2 separate regions of the Gossypium arboreum genome follow, and region 1 is linked to region 2. A link is a contact called in public Hi-C data. All regions are on one chromosome and are shown on one strand. Each heading gives the region's core, a stretch centred on a gene start, on an enhancer-like site or on the middle of the called end of the contact. The rest is flanking DNA. Distances are from core to core; before and after follow the strand shown. Region 1 holds the start of LOC108479672. Region 2 holds the start of LOC108476948 (pentatricopeptide repeat-containing protein ELI1, chloroplastic).

Region 1 (5,956 bases), core at 1,909-4,408, 650 kb before region 2:
TAAAAAATTAAGAATATCATTGGTGACCCTTTTATGAAATAATGAAACCCCGATATAGTGACCCAAATCATTAACTTCTTGAAAGCCAAACATGTCATTGATTTCACTCCTTAAGGACTCGTTAACACCATGGAGAAGAAAACATTTGTTTTCCTGACATTGACCTTATGACCTAATAGCTCACAAAAATTACTCAAAAAATTCTTGAGTATTCCATTATAAGTCAAATCTGTTATACTAAAAATCACTAAATCGTCTGCAAAAAACAAATGTGAAAGATTCAGTCCTATGCGAGATAGTTGAATGGGACGCCACTCCCTTGAGGAAATACCCGCGTGAAATTTATGACCCAACCATTCCATATAAAGAACAAAACGATATGGTGATAAATGACATCCTTGCCGAATACCTCTAATCGGTCTAAACTTTTGAGTTGGAATACCATTCCATAAAACCTGCATAGAGGAAGACGAAATAGCATTCATAATAACTTTAACCAGATAATGAGGAATACCTGCTACATTAAGAGAAGCTTCCATGAAATCCTATCTGACTCTATCGTACGCTTTCTCCAAATCAATCTTGATGGCCATCCACTGAAGCTTTTTCTTGGATCTCATTACATGTAACACTTCCTGGGCAATGATGACATTATTAATAATGCTTCTCCCTACAATGAGACCTGTTTGTTCTTGTCCAATGATCTTCGAGAAGATACTTTTGAATCTATTTGCAATGACCTTCATGACTAGCTTATATAACACTGAGCAGAGACTAATAGGATGAAACTACGAGAAGTTTTTCGGGTTCGAAACTTTAGGTATTAACACAATAAGAGTGTTATTAAACGCTGGTTCAATTGTTCCTCCCTCAAAAAACTTCTTAACCCACTCACAAATAGCTCACATTATATTATCCCATTGGTTCTGAAAGAAAGCCACTTGAAACCCATCACTACCCGGGGCTTTCAAGGTTGCCATATCAAAAAGGGCAGCCCTAATTTCCTCATTCGTAACACCTCTCCCTAGTAGATCAACATCTTCAGTACTAAGCCTTGGAAAAGCATTAGGAGGTAGAAACCCTAACGGACATGGATTCTCCCCATAAAAATTCTGGAAAAAGTTAACCATTTTCGTCTTAAGAACCTCAGGGTCAAAAATCCATTCTCCATCAGTATTACATAAAGCGGTGATTTTATTAAAATTCTTTCTCAAAACCATACGTCTGTGAAAGTAGCTAGTATTGAGATCTCCCAAGTTTAGCCACTTACATTTAGAATTTTGCTTCCAGAGCATCTCCTCATGATGAAGAATATTTTCTAGCTTATCATGAACAATCACTTCCTGCTGAAAAAGAGAATTAGACCCCGAGAGATCCAAAACATATTGTATTTTAGCAAGCTTTGTGCATTAACTGCCTCTTCCGTAGACTTATATGATCATAAACACATTTGTTCCATTCTTTGAGTTTATCTGTAAATTCCTCAACTGCACTTGTCATATTACCATTGAAGCTCCAATTATTCTTAACAAATTCAGAAAAATTATGGTGATGCAACCAACCAGCTAAAACTGGAAGAATCTATTAGGAGCACCACTACCATCATAGCGAAGCTTCAGTAGCAAAGGCCGATGGTCAGATTTGATTTTGAGAAGGTGGGTAATTAAACAATTAGGGAAGGCTTCCATCCAAGCATCATTTCCCACAGCCTTATCAAGTCTTTAAGAAAGATTACCACGATGCCACGTGAATGGGGGACCTTGAAAACCCAGGTCGTGTAAAAGAGCTTTGCCCATAAATTCACCAAAGGACTGACATTTGCGGCCATTGACATGGCTACCTTTTTTATCTTCTAAAGAGAGGATGGAGTTGAAATCTCCAATGGCTATCCAAGGAACAGACACACTTGGAACTGTGTGACTTTCCTTTTCTGTTTATCAGGGCTCCCATAAACAAAAGCAATAAGGACCGGATGAGGATGTAATTTGGAGCAAATACAAGCTAGGATAAATTGAGGATAATTACCGATCACCTCCAAATCAATTGAATTCTTCCAACCAATCCAGATACCTTCAGAAAATCCCACTGTTTCCACTCGATACGACTTATCCCAGCATAACTTAGCAATAATTGTGTCAGCTTTAATCCCACTAATTCTTGGCTCAAAAAGGCTAATTTTATCGAGCTTGTACTGATTATTATACTCACGAAAATCTTGCAAAAATTTATCAGACGCATACCCCTGCACATTCTAAGATAAAATAGACATGTTCATCATAATAAAAATTAAAATAGAAAAAAAAATTATCTCAATGGTGTCCGGTAGAGGAAAACTCCTCTCGCTCTCCTTTTTTTCGAGAAAAATCATTAGCAGAATCTCCATCAATTTCAGATGCAATAAGCTCTGTTACCCTCTTCATAGAATCAACAAAGTGAACGTGGGTATTTTCAGAATTCTTGAAACGATTACCCGGTCCCTTTCGGATTTTATTGAGTTTCCACCCTTCTTTAGAGCTAGTTACTTTGGCATTGGTAATTTGTCTTTTCAAATCCTCTCTAGGAAATTTAATTTCAAACGGGCAGACACTATCCTCTATCTCCTCGCTGATCGGCTCCAGAATGCTACTCCTTTTGAATACCACTGCCGAATGATTTTTGGCTTCTAGAACTCCTCCCTTTACCTCTACATTAACAAACGAACTCTTCTCAAATGTGGGGTTAGAGTGTACTACATGTTGCGCTTGCTTTTGGACTGAAGAAGACGTGTCCACCTTCACGTGTTCTGCATCACCACCAAACTGTGAATTTGAAATTAAAGGACAAGAGGATTCAGAAATATCTGAATTTAGGGGCTGATTATTTTCTCCAATATTATGGCAAGAAACATGCGTGGCACTCGCAGTCTTCGAAAAAACTGTAACAGCCTCATTCGAAGCTTGGGCCGCTTTCTGCTGTCTAAAATCAAAGCTACTGGAGGTCTGCTGAAAGTCCAATGAGGCCTGCTGAGAAGCAGCCGAATGTGTGTGGGGGACCAAACCCGTCTTGGGCCCAACCTGATTATGGTCCTTTTGAAAATTATGGATCTTTGGGTCATAGGCCTGTCCAATTAGGAGTTTCCCCACCAACAGGCCCACATTCGCTTTCTTAGAGCCATTAAAACCAGGTTTTTTACCCGTTGAAATTTTCTCTTGAGAATCACTTGTGACTTTCCCTTTTTTCTTCAAATCCCTGTGACTTACCTTACTTAAATCCTCATCCGTTAAATTCGCCTCCAGTCCTGTTACCGATTGAAATCTTGACCCTGAATTTTTCTCCCCTTTGGAATTATTTCCTTTTTTGATTCCATCCAAGGTGCCACGTCTGCTCATCAGCTCCACCAGCATCCAGGGGCCGTACTCCCCATCTCTGGCCACCACAGAAGATGCAGAGGTTTGTTCAGACGTTTCCTCTTTCTCTTTGTCTTTGAAGAATTTGTAACAGCCGGACAGTTCTCTGTGATGTGTCCATAACAGCCACACTTGAAACATACCACCGGTAGATTCTCATACTCAATTGTTTGAGGACTGCCATTGATGAGAATTTTAGAAATTAAAGATCTCCCTAAATTGACATAAACTGCTATGTGAGCATATCGACCCTGTGTTTTGCTATCTGTATTGAAATCTAATTTAGTGACTTTGCCTACCATTCCCCCAATCTCCATTAGGATCTGTTTCTAATATAAATAACTAGGGAGGCTAGGAAGTTGAATCCATGTGAGAACCATATTAGGGAAAGGTAGACTAGGATTGAAATCGATCGTTCATGGTTGAACGGTTAGGTAATGACCGAAGATAACCCACGGCCCCTGAGAAAGGATCTTATCATAGTCATCAGTACTTTGAAATTTAGCGAGAAAATAACCATTCTCTATATCCATTAATTAAAAAGGCTTAGATGGCTTCCAAATCCCATATAATCTATTATACAGAGTCGTGATTCCAAGGTTCCGACCAAGCATCTTGAGAACCACAGAGGACGACATCTCCTTTTTCCAATAACTGATAAACTCTCTCCGAGAAATCGATTGAAGGAATACCATCAACAACCTATTTCTTTACATCTTGCTCAGTGAGGGAAAAATTATCGACAACGAAGTGATCACCCTTTGTCTTATTCGACGCAAGAATATCCTTCCCCACTAGCTTATCTTTTCAGGGAAGAGAAGGTGTTAGTGATGACTCCACGACCATCACATCTTCAGAAGACCCATCTGAATCCTTGAAACGGACCTTTTTAGTGTTGGAGTCCTCCACAGCCATCACATCTTCAGTAATCACATTCGATTCCTTGAAATGGACCTTCTTTATAATGGAATCCTCAGGAAGAGAGTCACCTTCTCCATTATTGTCCACATTAGAAATCGAAGAAGACGAGAACATTTTCAGAAATATAAAAGATTTTATTATATTTTATAATTTACTTTTTTTAATCCACGTAATGATGGTAAACCAGAATCGTTCGGTGGATTTCGCACCGATCTGTTTTGAATGGAGTGATTTTTTTTCCTTTAAAAAATGGATACATGGCGGGGCAGGTGAATTGCTTGCCCCACCTGTTCCGCTTAATCATTTGTTAACCTCCTAAATTTGCGTGTGGAGTTTAAAATTTCCATTAATGTACCAAATAATTTTTTTAAAGCAACATATATGCTTTTTTTTATTCAATACATATTTAAATCCAATAACAAAAACCAATGATATTTTTCTTATTGTTCATATCCTAAATTTTTATTTTTCAAAAAATGTGCTTGCTAAGAAATATTTGGTTTAGAAGTTGTTATTTGAAACGCAGCGTTTTGATTGTAACAGTAAAACGGCGGGTACGCCTGAAACTTGAGAAACGAATCCCACTTCTCCTTTCTCAGTTTCCACTTGTCAGTTGCCTCAAGCCAAATCAAATGCGTTACCGATAATAACTTTGGATCTCCTTCCCTAATCTTAAATCCCGATCCGATCTAGGGTTCCGTCTGAGATCGAAATGGGGATCGTGATCGAAACCTCCATTTGGGAACCAAGTTCTTCCGTCTTCATTTTCATTTTCTTTTCATCTTTCCTCTTACTTTCTCTCTTCCCTTTCTATCTCTCCAAACACGCTCCCACCACCAAGTCTTCTGCTTTCTCCGACCACCCTTTCTCCTCCTCTTCTCCCCGCTTCCAACTTTACTTTCTCCTTCTCTATTTCCTCGCATCAGGTACATTATTTTTAAAAAAAAATTCAATTTTTTTTTAAATTTAAAGTAAAAAAGGAAAAAGAGCTGATAGTTGATCTGATTTTTACGTTTTTTTTTCCTAGTATTGGAAGGATTGTGGTCGGTGTACGGAGAGTTTGAGCTGGTTTACTATGGGATAAGCAAGGAAGATACGGTGACGTTTATGCTTATTGGATTTGGAGCTGCTCTTTTTGTTGGTAGTCTCTTAGGTCTTGTCTCTGATTTAATGTGAGTAAAACTAAACTTTTTCATGTTTATTTAATCACTTTAAATAATGTTTTTTTAATGAATTAACCAATGTTAGCTATGGATTAATCAAGGGTTGTATAATTGTGAAAATTTTGATAGTTTTATTTATTTTTATTTATGTAGAGGTCGAAAGAAAACTTGTTTGGTGTTTTTTATCTTGCACCTTATTGTTGGGATATTGAAGATGGTTGCACCAAGTCCTAGCTTTTGGGTAGCAAATTTATGTTTGTCTTTGGCAACATCAATATTTTCCTTCAGTTTCGAGACATTGGCTGTTGTTGAACATGACAAAGTTGACTCAAAGGTTCAGTTCTTTCTCGATGTGATTCTCTGGTTTCTAAGAAACAAATGAAAACTATGAACATGATGGTATGCATTCTTTCTTTTCTTGCAGCTGGGTCATAGGCAAGATATTTTGAATGAAACATTTTGGTTGATGACTTTTTTTGAGTCCGC
Region 2 (6,034 bases), core at 2,606-5,105:
TTGATTGAGTGAAACTAGAAATGCATGGCCATGCTCAAATAAGTTTATATGAGATGTCATACTTATTTGTATATCATAGTCTACTCAAGATATCAAGAAACATGAGATGGACTATGCAAGTGTGATTATTCCATGACTTGTGTTCATTCCAAAGATAAAGGACTTAAGGATTAATGCATGAAAGGTAAATCACAAAAGGTTATGTCGAATCATGACTTCCTGTAACTTAGGTAGCAATGATGCATTACTAGATGCCACTCATTGTATGTAACATTAGAATTGTTCTAGTATTACTGCTAACGTTATAAGAGCCTACTGGGTCACACCATATGGTTGAGATGATCGGAATAAAACATAGTTGGTATTGTGTTTGGTTGTCACATGAATTAAATTAATTATAGAATTAATTTAATTGGGCAATCAAATATCGAACATATTATATGTACAAGGATGTTGTATACATAATGAGAACATAATTCTATTAATATATGAATTTGGTTCGTATATAAATTTAAATAAATATAGTTTACCGAAATCTTTGTTATAATTAATGTAATTATAATTTTTGGTTAAAACATTATTATATTTATTTATTTTAAATTTTTTTGAATTAGGATTCGTTATAAATATACCAATTAAAAAGGGGAGTTATATATAAATAAAACCCGAAAACCTAGCTTGAGTGGTCTAGCGGCCGTCAAGCAAAGAAATCTCCAAAACAGTTTTGGGGACTTCTTCCGTTCATTGTCAATTGGGTAGATTACGTAGAGGTCGGCATATGAAAAAGTTGCAACTTGGTTCGATAGTAGTTCTGAATTCTTGTTGCCGAGGCGTCGCTATCTACTCAGATTGAAGTTTTGATAATTTCGAAACCATTATTATAATTTTTTTTCTTGATTTGTTCTTCACACATGGATCCATGGTTAGGATTGCCGGAATTTTATTTTTCAGCTGCGCCTTAGGGGCACCGGCATTCCAACAAATGGGAATCACACCCTTGCCATTTCGGTGAAACGATGGCAGGGGAGGCAGTCCTCAGGCGACGCATCAGCTGACGTGGCCAAGAGCAGCGGCACATAGGGGATCTAGAGTTTTTTTTTTTATTTTTTGAAAAAAAAATTAGGTTGTGGGTTTGAGCTTGTGTAACATTGGGTTTCAGTTTGTAAATTGGGTTAAGGTAAATTGAGTTAAGGTAAATTGGGCTGTATTTATTTTATTTTTGTTTTGTCTTTGTTTGAGTTTATTTATCTTTATTGAGCTGGACAAAATTGAGCTATTACAATATTAAAAATGGTTATACACATATTAAAATCTTTAAAAATAAAAATTAATATACTCGTTGGATTCATCCTCGATGGTTCAGTCATGTAAATTTCCTTCTCGCCCACCCTTTCGCATTTAAAACACTGAATCAATGACCTCAAGAAGAAGCCTAAAATAAGGTGGTCTAATCCCATTCTACGGCAAGTTCGTCTTTACTAAAAAGGGCATCAGTTTTGAGCGTCTAATTCAATTCTAGCTTCTGTATTTCAACAAAACTAGAATGTTGGTCTAACTTTTTTATTGATCACCAGTAGTCCCCGCAAGAACATGAACCATTCACAAAATGGTGGAACCTATTCCGATCCCTCATTACAATTTTACGGCCGGTGATCTTAGAAATCAACTTGGTCACAGCATGGCAATCCGAACACACCCGGAGGTTTTTTACAATCTTGATAGGGGTCCCCGGTTGAGTGCTGATAAGACCATATGCAAGCGCCAGCTTCTCACTGTGAACTTCAAGTGACTGCTCTTTTTGTTCATCCCCTATGTCATGTAGTACAATCTCTGTTTGTGGGGTGTAACCATGAGCTTTGAGCCAACCATTTATTTCCTCTAACATCTCATATATTTCTTTGGTTTTTGGATGTTTCAAATCCCCAGCAAGGAACTCATGAACCCTATTGTGCACTTCAATTGAGCTACAACCAGGCTCCTTCTGCACCCCACTGTCTTTCATCAAGGTCCTTATCCTCGCCACCTCTTCCCAATCGCCTTTCGCAGCATACATGTTGGAAAGAAGAATATAAGTCCCTGAATTAGCAAGATTGTGGCTGACAAGATACTCTGCTATTTTCTCTCCCAATTCAAGATTACCATGTAACCTACATGCCCCAAGCAAAGCTCCCCACAAGATGGGATCGGGCTCTACCTTCATGTTCTTCACAAGCTCATATGCCTCTTCTAATCGACCAGCACGACCAAGAAGGTTTACCATGCATCCATAATGTTCGATCTTGGGTTCGATCTCATACTCCTCTCTCATTGCATTGAAAAAACTCCATCCCTCTTTGACCAAACCAGCGTGACTACATGCACCCAAAACACCAATGAAAGTAATATCAGTAGGGCGCAAACCAATCCTGCACATTTCATGAAACAACTCCAATGCATCTTGGCTGAACCCGTGCAAGGCATACCCTATAATCATCGAATTCCATGCAACAACATCCTTATAATGAATCCTATCGAACACTAATCTCGCATCCTCCAGGCTCCCACATTTGCTATACATGTCAATCAAAGCAGTAGCAACACGAACACTCACTTGAATATCATTATTTTGCATATAGGAATGAAGCCATCTGCCTGACTCTAAAGCTCCAAGCTGACCACAAGCTGATAAAACAGTCAGTATAGTGATTTCATTAGGCCTAGATTTCGCTGCCAACATTCGCCTGAAAAGCACCAAAGCTTCCTTAGGCATTCCATGTTGAGTATACCCATCGATCATCACATTCCAACATACCACATCCTTCTTCACCATTCCATCAAACAGCAACCTTGCCTCCTTAAGCTCCCCGTGTTTCGCGTAACAAGTTAGCATCGTGGTCAAAGAAACTAAACTCTTCTCGGGCATTCTCTCGAACACGAGACGGGCGGACCCAACGTCACCCCCTCTCGCGTAAACATCGACTAGACCTGTCTTTACATACAAATCTGAATCAAACCCAAGTTTGATAACTTGAGAATGAAGCATTTTTCCATGTTCAAGAGAACAAGATTTCAATATGGAAGAGAAAGTGAACTCGTTAGGCTGCACACCTTCAAATAACATTTGCGTATAGATAAATAAAGCTTCTTGGGAGAGACCATGGAGGGCGTGGGCGTTAATGATAGAAGTGTAGAAAAAGATGTTGGGGTTGAGAGTTCGATTGAAGAGAGCAAGTGAATAGTCGAGACGGCCTCGAGAAGAGTAAGAGCGTTGAAGCTTGAAATTTAGGATGGGGTGTTGATGAAGGCCGTGGCGGAGAAGAGCTGCGTGGATTTGGAGCAAGTGATGGATGGAGCTGGATTTATCTAAAAGAAGAGCTAGCTTGTCTGGTGATGGTGGAAAGTTGGTGACGGCGGCGAATGAGAGAGTGCTACGGTTTATGGAGGGTGCTGGCGGTGGAGGAGAAGTGAAAAGCAGGGCTGAGGACATGCTTGAATGAAGCAAAGTCTCAACAATTCAGGCACTCACAAGCTTTTGATAAGCATTTTGATTTACAGAGTATACTCATAGATTTGCTTGCTTTGTACTTTTACCTTATCCAACATAGATTTTAAACAAACTTGAGTCGAGTGGAACGGAAGTACCTAACAAGTTCAGATTATGTTTGCATCTAATTTTATATTTTAATTTGAAATTTTAATCTTACGATTTCAAATTATCGAATACATAACATTTGATTATTTGAAGACTGAACGGATAACAAGCAAATAATTATTTGGATCCTATTTTTTTTAAAATTTTTTAATTTTATAAACACAATTTAAGAATATATGACCAAATCATAATCAATACCAAATAATTGGTAGTTGTACAACTCAGACTCCAGATCTTTGAGTCCCCATATTTGAGACTACATTATCAACATCACATAAGGTGGCCCAAAGAAGAAGACCACAAGTTAAGAAGGCCCACGCTGGAATGTTGGAGAGAAATCCCCTATTTCAATGCTCAACAAAGAATCTCGTGCACCCTAAGCTTCCAACACGAAATTGACACCTACCACCTATTAAGCCCTTAATAAGACCGTAACATTTGGCTCTCTAGTTGTCACCAATCATCTTATAAATGGCAAGCACCTTCACCATTTATAACCATCTCGTAAGTCCCCAAATCATATGGTTTATCTCTTTTCTTTCTTCAATATGTTTAACTTGAGCATCAAGGTGTGAGATGAAAGTTTTACAATTCCCTTCTTGCAAGTTCAAGAAAGCAATCCGAAGAGTTCGTAAGCCCTTATAATTGCTAGCAAATTATGGGAAAAGCCTTCAATTGCACCAATATCTCACAGGAAACATTAGCCATGAGTCCTTCGCATCGTAGGAGTCTCAGATGTCTACAAGCTATTTGGAAATTCAAGAATTGTTGGAAAAATCTGGTTAAAAAAATAATTTATATTTATAGTGAAAGTTTAAAAATTTTCAAAATCGACTTGATTTGTGATTTTTATAGTAATAAACTTTTATTAAAAAATAATTGTGTTTTGTGCAAGATGAATTCAAGTCGATCCTGACTTTCAACCGATGACATTCTCTACTATTCTTGTACTACAAAATCCGTCGAGTGTGGGCTCAAGTAATACGAACCAAACACAGAATATGAAAAAACCAAACACAGAATATGAAACTTACTTTCAATATGAAAGTAATTCTCTCAATAAAAATCAATAAATATCGTAATTTCCAAAAATTAAAATTTATTCTAAGTAAATAAATTACTATTATTATAACACCTTATACCTCACCCGATCGAAGAATTCGGATACAAAGTATCATATCTTACTAATTGGACTATGAAAACAACTAAGCATTTAAAATCATACTTATTTTCAAAAATTGTCAAAAACATTTTTACCAAATTTTTAAGTAACTGGGCTTTTTAAATACTTTTTATTTTTAAAATTTTAATGATTTATTTAATTAAACTATATGGATCAATTGAACTAGTAGAATTAATGGCCTGATTGGTTCAATTATCGATCTAATTCTAAAAATCTTGGTCGAATATTTTATAGTAATATACTAATATTTGCAATTATTGGATAACGAAACTTTAGTTGATAGTTTCTAACTGTACCAAAAATACCTTATATCATACAATAGTTAGCATACAATTTTCAACTTAATAAATCCAAACTACCTTATATCATACTTAGCATACAATTTTCAACTTAATAAATCCAAACTACTGGACTATACTTAGAAAATTAGAGATAAAAATTTACAAAAATAATTTATTGAAAAAATGAAAGGGTCCCGCAATTATTGTTTTATTTGCATAGGATTGAGAATATTTTATTCAACATGAAAATGATCCTAATAATTTGATGACTATTCTCATTATCCAAATATTGGTCTAATGTCATGTGTTCATTATGCTTTTAAGGATTTAAATAACTTTTTTTATAATCTCTAATTTTTCTAATTTTTAATAATATTATAATTTATTAGATTTTTATTATTTATAAGTTTTATAATATTTCAATATTTTAAATATGCTTTATTAATTTTATAATTTTTATAATTTTTATAAATTTTAGGTAAACTATCAAAATAGTCACTTTTGTTTTCCTCATGTTATATTTAGTCACTTTTGTTTACTTTAGGTTATATTTAGTCACTTATGTTTGAAATGTTATGTTTTAGTCACTTATGTTATTGCGTTGTAACATTTTAGCCACTGAGCCGTTAATTTTCGTTAACGATGTAACAGTAAGCTGACGTGGCATGTTAAACTATCATTTCAAATAAAAATTTTAGGTTAACTTATGCAATCAGTCCCCATATTTTTTCGTTTTGAGCAATTTAATTTTTTTCTTTTATTTTTTTAACTTTCTTTTTTTTTCCATTCTCTTCTGCTTCTTCCTCTGTTTTTCTCCTTTTTCCATTTCTTTTAACGTAGTTTTTCTATATTTTCTATTTATTAAAACTAGTCCTTATATTTTTATTTTTTTTAACAATTTAATTTTTTCGAGTAAGGTAAGCTTGTGGACTAGTTTTA

What was found. Hi-C and Micro-C count contacts between places; a contact is called where the count stands out from the background.
Region 1: a Hi-C map of leaf shows a contact between it and region 2, with 3 times the contacts expected there. The contact joins the promoter of LOC108479672 here to the promoter of LOC108476948 in region 2. A contact is called at or near these places in 2 of 5 Hi-C or Micro-C datasets (both in leaf).

Annotation. Positions count from the first base shown.
Region 1 is chr12:34,018,915-34,024,870 of ASM2569848v2, reverse strand. It overlaps LOC108479672, which reads left to right and starts at 3,158. Exons shown (of 12, transcript XR_008276193.1): 1 at 3,158-3,429; 2 at 4,851-5,233; 3 at 5,335-5,479; 4 at 5,624-5,804; 5 at 5,895-5,956.
Region 2 is chr12:33,372,070-33,378,103 of ASM2569848v2, reverse strand. LOC108476948 (pentatricopeptide repeat-containing protein ELI1, chloroplastic) reads right to left here and starts at 3,855. Exons shown (of 1, transcript XM_017779332.2): 1 at 1,314-3,855. The coding sequence starts at 3,466. The coding sequence ends at 1,568.